Linked DNA regions of Mus musculus: region 2 is linked to region 1. A link is a contact called in public ChIA-PET data. All regions are on one chromosome and are shown on one strand. The core of a region is the stretch at or near the end of the contact, and the rest is flanking DNA. Distances in the headings are between cores, read along the strand shown.

What was found. ChIA-PET counts read pairs in DNA pulled down with a chosen protein or histone mark.
Region 2: a contact with region 1 is called in an SMC1A ChIA-PET map of the G1E-ER4 cell line, with 20 read pairs. The contact joins two enhancer-like sites. A contact is called at or near these places in 1 of 15 datasets of contacts at CTCF or cohesin (the G1E-ER4 cell line), 2 of 484 Hi-C or Micro-C datasets (the G1E-ER4 cell line and cortical neurons) and 1 of 9 other capture datasets (embryonic stem cells).

What each region holds. Positions count from the first base shown.
Region 1 is chr1:10,323,992-10,327,164 of GRCm38.p6, forward strand. It overlaps Cpa6 (carboxypeptidase A6), which reads right to left. Exons shown (of 11, transcript NM_177834.4): 11 at 728-1,320. The coding sequence ends at 1,133. Among named protein-coding and RNA genes, the nearest start is that of Arfgef1, 93 kb to the left of the region's middle. Within about 2 kb of position 1,535, at least 64 of the 459 cell types and tissues checked have an H3K27ac peak or open chromatin away from gene starts, as enhancers often do. A contact at or near this core is called in the G1E-ER4 cell line, where this site is marked.
Region 2 is chr1:10,483,510-10,486,682 of GRCm38.p6, forward strand. Cpa6 (carboxypeptidase A6) reads right to left here. Exons shown (of 11, transcript NM_177834.4): 4 at 440-554. Among named protein-coding and RNA genes, the nearest start is that of Gm25253, 71 kb to the right of the region's middle. Within about 2 kb of position 1,427, at least 1 of the 459 cell types and tissues checked has an H3K27ac peak or open chromatin away from gene starts, as enhancers often do. A contact at or near this core is called in the G1E-ER4 cell line, where this site is marked.

The DNA.
Region 1 (3,173 bases), core at 285-2,784:
CCAATCACTTATTTAGCAATTGATTCAACTTTGTAATTGTGGTTTGCAGCTTTATATGCCAAGTGTTTTCTGAAAATAAATGAGACTTGATCAGACCTCTGTCTTGTCTCCTTCCTTTGCATCTCTTGTTCCATCCATTCTCCCTCCCTCCCTCAAGATCCTCGTTGTTTAATCCTGCAGGTTGGGACACATTACTATTTATAACAGTACAAAATTACAGTTATGAAATAGCAACAAAATAATTTTATGATTGGGTGGTCACCACAACATGAAGAACTGTTTTAAAGCATCCCAGCTTTAGGAAGGATGAGAACCACTGCATGTGTTTAGGTCCCATTTACCTCTCTTAACCCCACCTCATTTCCCCCCACACCTCTTTATTTCCAACACAGCTCCCTTCTAACTTCTCACTCTTAAAGTAACCCAGAGTTAATTAGAATTGTTTGCATGCATCCACGTGCATGTAGGGTTATTTACTAGTTCATAAGAGACTTGCCAGTGGATACACACTGGAAGAAAAATGACTCCCCATATCCTACAGCTCTTAACTTCCAATAAATTCTCAGCTGGGGTGGGCCTCAGGTGCCCCTCATCTATCCATGATTCAGTGTTGCCAGGGTCTATCTTGTGCAGTGAGCCACAGGTCTGTGGGTTCATTTGAACATCTGCCCAACTTTTTATAGATGTATACAGTCCACTGAACTGAGATGAATGTGTGAATCATGTTAGTTTTTTGAAAAGTTATGTATTTATTAAGAAACACAGTTGATTGTTTCCATTTCAAATAAGAACCAAGTAATTCAATGTCGTTGGTAGCATAGGTCTTAATCAAGGATGGAGTGGTTGAGAGAAGAGAAATCCTCAATTAATTTGTACACCTTTTGAGACAAAGGAATTTGAAAACATTCCCTCCCCCTTGTAATCAAATAGGACTCTAAAGAGATATAAAGTGGACTTTCTTCTCATACCAAAGTAGGCTGTGCCCTACTTTTCAGTCTTTGCAAAGTGTCGAATTGCATGAAAGATCCTTTTAGGTCCATGGATCCTTCCAGTCTAAACAGTTATGTTTGCCAAGGTGCCTTTTGATCAGAATCTGCTTTCTCTGTGTTGGTAGACTAGATGACTGTTCCTCTCAAGGACATTTCTTTAGCAGGTGCATTGTGATATTCTTCACAGCCAGCATGGTCTCTGTGCAGGTGGGTTTAATGAGCATCTCTGGCAGTAGAAATCCAAAATGCCCAGTGTCTCGCAGTTCAAAAGCAAATGCATAGGGTATTCCATTTTTATAAGCCCAATCCATTGAGTTACCAGAGCTTACATCTAAAAGTTAAAAAGAGTCACTTCACTAAGGAGTATACATTAATTTACACACACACACACACACACACACACACACACACACACACACACACACACACACAGAGAGAGTAATAATAAGCAGAAATTGAAAGAATATTCTAACAGTGTTCTTCAGCATCTGGCTCATGTGCTTACAAATCACATGTGCTTTTGTCTTTGATCTGAGCCTTAGCGCTGCGCCAGTGTGATAACCACAAAGTTCCTCAACGGTAGTTCCCACAGCATTTATCTTCATCCTTACTCTGCTCGCTTTACCCACCGATAAGCAATCTACAATGAGAAACCTCTGTTGTTCTTATTACTCAGTTCTTTCTTTTTAAGGTCTGAGAAATTGGAACTTTGGCTCCCAAAGCCACCATATCTCCTCCTCTTCCTGTGTTCTCTCACTCCTGTTGAGCCTCTTCCTGCCTTCTGCCTTAAGTTTCCAGACCTCACCCTGCTTTCCAGTGGTTTTGTTTCACTTGTCCATTGGCGGTTATCTCATTAAAACTTCCCCTAGATCTTTCCAGTGCCTTCCTCTGTCAGCTTCTCTAATGATCAACTTACTACCAGCTTTACCGACTTCAGTTCAGGGAAGGGCATCAGAGAGCATCCTTGTAGAGGAGGGGCCTGTGGTGTGCATTGTGCAATGTCTAGGCTGCTTCACAGCCTGGCATTTACTGGACTTCCTCATTCTTAGCTTATCCCACTCCCCATTTTACTTCTGCCCCCAACTGGTTAAGCATTACCTCCTCTGATGACATTAGAACCTAAAGTTTTCCTTTTTTAGCTCAGAAGAAGACATGCTGCTTGCTTCCACCTTCCTCCCCTCCCCTCCCTCTTTCTCTTCCCTCCCTCCCTCCCTCCTTCTCTTCTTTCCTTTCTTCCCTCCCTCACCCTGTCTTGATACCACGTGACACTCCCATCTCTATATTGTGAATATCTTCCAGGTCTTTGTGTCCGTCCTTATGTCTGCATGGGCTAAAATGCTCAACATATTCATAATATTCCCATATACCCCTGGTTACCATACTTCCCCCTCCCCCATCCTTATTTTGTTTTGAGAACTCAAGGGATTTCAAGCATAAAGATGGCTGCACCCTCAAACATGTTTAGTCTGGTTCTTGTCTCTGCTTGTGTGGTAAACTTTGTTCTTGAAGGTCCCCAATGACCCTATATCTTTTCTTTTCTCGTCTTTTCTTTTCTTTTCTTTTCTTTTCTTTTCTTTTCTTTTCTTTTCTTTTCCTTTCTTTTCTTTTCTTTCTTTCTTCTTTTTTTTGTTCTCCTCTCAGATACTACTTTTAAGCCTCTCATAGCACTTAACATAGCTAAGAGTCCATTCTGGTTACTCTCTCCTCTGGCTCCCGTGGCCTCATATGCTACAGCTCTTCAGGCAAGAACTGAAAGCATGGGGTACTGACTGAAGGTACCCTGCCTGTATGCCAGGTATCCACTTCTACCTGCTGCATGCTTTCCCTGCACCTCAAACTCCGTTAAAAAAAGATAATGCCAATACCTGCTACATAAGGGTTGCTTTTAAAATTAAATAATAAATCACTTGAAAGTACGTTGGATGTGCTATTATTACTTTTTTTATTTCCACCCCAAAGTTCCTAGTATATAGAGTTTAGAATTAAAAAGTTCCAAGGGGAATAATTTATTAAATGAATTAATATTGTACAGAAAAATCTTGATGTACTTTCTTTCCTGAAATTTCTGTGATCCAGTTTGCTATACATGTACTCCTGTTCATACATCTCCAGAACATACATGATCATTTACTCAAACAATATCACTTTTTAAAATGTATATGTATGTTTGTAATGTGTACATGT
Region 2 (3,173 bases), core at 177-2,676, 160 kb after region 1:
TGCATGTGTGTATGTGCATTCCATGTTATAAACTGTTATCACTCCTTATTCTTTTGGAGAGGCCAGAAGAAGGCATTAGATTCCTTGATACTGGAATTACAGACATTTGTGAGCCACCATGTAGGTGCTGGAACCCAAAAAGTCCTGGCTTTCTGCAAGAGCAGCAAGTGCTCTTTTCAGCTGAGCCCTCTCTCTGGCCCACTATTTTGATAATTCGTTTTCTAGCATTAAAAGGATCAATGAAGAGATGTATGATCAGGTATTCTGTATGTTCTTCCCAGAGCCCAAGTCTCTGTTTTCACAATTCTTTCTACTTCTTATACCAAAATGACAAAGATGAAGTTGAAAAAAACAAACAAACAGAACAGCAACAATAACAGAAACAAAAGAAAAAAAACAACCCCCCCACAAACTATTAAAAGGACTTTTAATTACATACATCTTCTAAGGAGTGATACACCTCGTAGTTGTATTCAGACAGGGATCTTCTGTTTCTCTGGGTTTGCAAGCTGTTTTCATTTTCCACAGCTTTCTGAAGATCTTCTATGAGGACCCTGAATTTGAATTAGTAGATGTGACAAAAAGAAAGCCAAGAACATGCAAAAATCAGACAATCCCAAAAAATAATTGCATACAGAATGAAGCAGTGTAGCCGTGTCCCAGTGTTCCATGGTGTGAGAGGGGGAAAAAAACACTGCCAACCGTGACATTTATAAAAATACCAAATGCTGAGAAAATATTCTTTTTCAGGAAATGAAAACTGCTAAATAAATGGTGTAATGAATTTAAAGTGTAAATTATACTCAGATGTCTCCAAATAATAGCAGTGCTGTAGCAATCACTACTATGGAGTAGGCATCTCTAACCACACCATGATGCTGCATATGTACGCTGGCGGGGTGCTTACCAGAAGCCAGCCACTGTGCTATGTGTTTGACCTTCAGTAACAATCATTGTGTTAGAGTCTAGTATTTCCGTCTCTTAAATGAGGACCCTGAGACTCAATGGGGTTAGGAATCTGCAAGTGTCATTCCATTGAGAATGCAAAGACAGAATCTGAGCTTGGGGTGTGAACCCAAATTCTAATCTTGTAACTCCAAGTCCAGTGTGGCATAATGAAAATGGAAGCCCTGGCTGCTCTGAACTCTCTCTCCACATCTTTCCTGAAACTTCGTTCTGCACACATGTCCATCACCCTGCATCCTGGATCCAGGAAAGAGAAAGGGTGGAAGGAGCTTTGGTTCTCAAGAGGAAACTGAAAATGACATAGGTGGACAATGCTATCACATCATCCTGTAGTACCAGGAATTCCAGGCAGAGGAGCTCTGTTCTGAAACTGGCTGCATTTGGACACTGGAGGCTAAGGCCAGCCCAGGACTGTCAGGCCGATGGCTGTGGTGTGGAACCAGCAGTTCCAGATAGAACCATCTATGCTGCTGATATGACATCTGAGGTAGATTAGAGGCATGCCTTAACAGTGTGAATGGCCACTGCTATCTAGAATGATGCGAAGAGACAGACACATGGTTCACCTGCAGTATTTCAAGACATGAGAGACCTTTGGTGAGACCTTCTGACTATGGTAGGTGGCTTAAAAAATTTTCATGTGTTATCTTCCAAAGAGAACCTGCTGCTTACAGGGTAAATTTTATTAAAGAATGTGGGGTGGCATCTCTAAGCACCATTTAGAATAATCTATATAAGTCACTTCATTAAAGAATTATCTAATGGACTGAATGCATATTTTTTTGGTGCCTGTAGGAGCCAGATAGTGACTGGTCTGCTACTTCCCAAGTCCCCACTGCAGACTGCACAACTAACCAGAAGTGGACTCCTTACTTCTCTTTTGTTTCTGTATTTTGCAGTTGGAAATGTTAGGAGAGATGAAGTGGCAGGAGACTCATTTTCTTGGTAGTTGCCAGTGGTATCTCAAAATAGTGAGCCAAAGCCAAACCTCTTCCTTATCAGCAGGGTTTTCCTTCCCAGAGATAAGAAGTTGTGTGTGGTGAAGGACCACAACATCTCTGAGGCAGATCTTAACACATGAGAGCTATGCCAGCTTCTAAGCTCCTTGTTCTTGGAGAGAGCATGGATAGTCAGGAAGGAGCAGGGTTTGATTGGAAGAGATGTAATAAACTTTGTAATATTTCGGTGACTGCGGGTAATCTTCAGGCATGCTTGCCACTCAGTACCTTCCCTGTGGACTTCCTTTACTGTCCTGTGAGTGAAATGTAGCTAGTCTGCCTCATCCAGCACACTTCCCATGACGGAATCTTAAACAGTCTCTAGGGTAGGTTCCTTGTTTCAGTAATGTCCAGCGAGCCGACACAGGTTTTTATAGTCACTTAGACTGTGTCTCATACAGGCACCAAGAGGCCAATCTTAAATTAGAGAACAGTTGGGATTTGGTAGTCCAGCTCCTCATTCTTGTTAAATACTTGAGTGGAAACCAGCATATGGAGAAAGCTGGTTACCAAAAATAACTTTTCTAAACATCATATTTTCTTAGTTTTTTAATAGATGATTGTGATTATTTTCTGATTACATTCATTTGTGTGTATGTATGTGAATGATTGCATTCCTTGGTGTGTGTGTGTGTGTGTGTGTGTGTATGTATGTGAGTGAGTATGTGAGTATGTGATTGAGTGTGTGAGTTTATGTGTGTGTGTATGTGAGTGAGTGTGTGAGTTTATGTGTGTGTGAGGTGTGTGTGTGTGTGTATGTGTAGGTCAAATGTCAATTTGGGGGAGTTGTTCTCTTTTTCCACCATGTGGGATCTGGAGCTTCATTTAGGTTGTCAGGCATGGCAGTAGGCTCCTTTATCCATTGAGCCATCTTGCTGCTTCTGGCTATGATTCTTATCTCAACTGGTGACATAAGAACTATTAAAACCTTTTCAAATGATCGCATTACTTAACTACGTACCTCCAGTTCTCAGACTAGGAGAGGACTCTTAAAATGTAAATTTCATGCCATTTTTTTTTCCAGGTATCTATAAAAGGACTTTTTTTTTTGTAATGGCAGTGAGTCATCTGACTGAGAGGGTTGACCACCCAGGGCCAGAAACAATGAGTCAGTCACATTGCTTCCACTTTACAGATCACTATAGTGATATATCCTGTATAGTTGTACAGAGTAAATGATAATCTTTTGAAAATACCCCAGGCTACAAT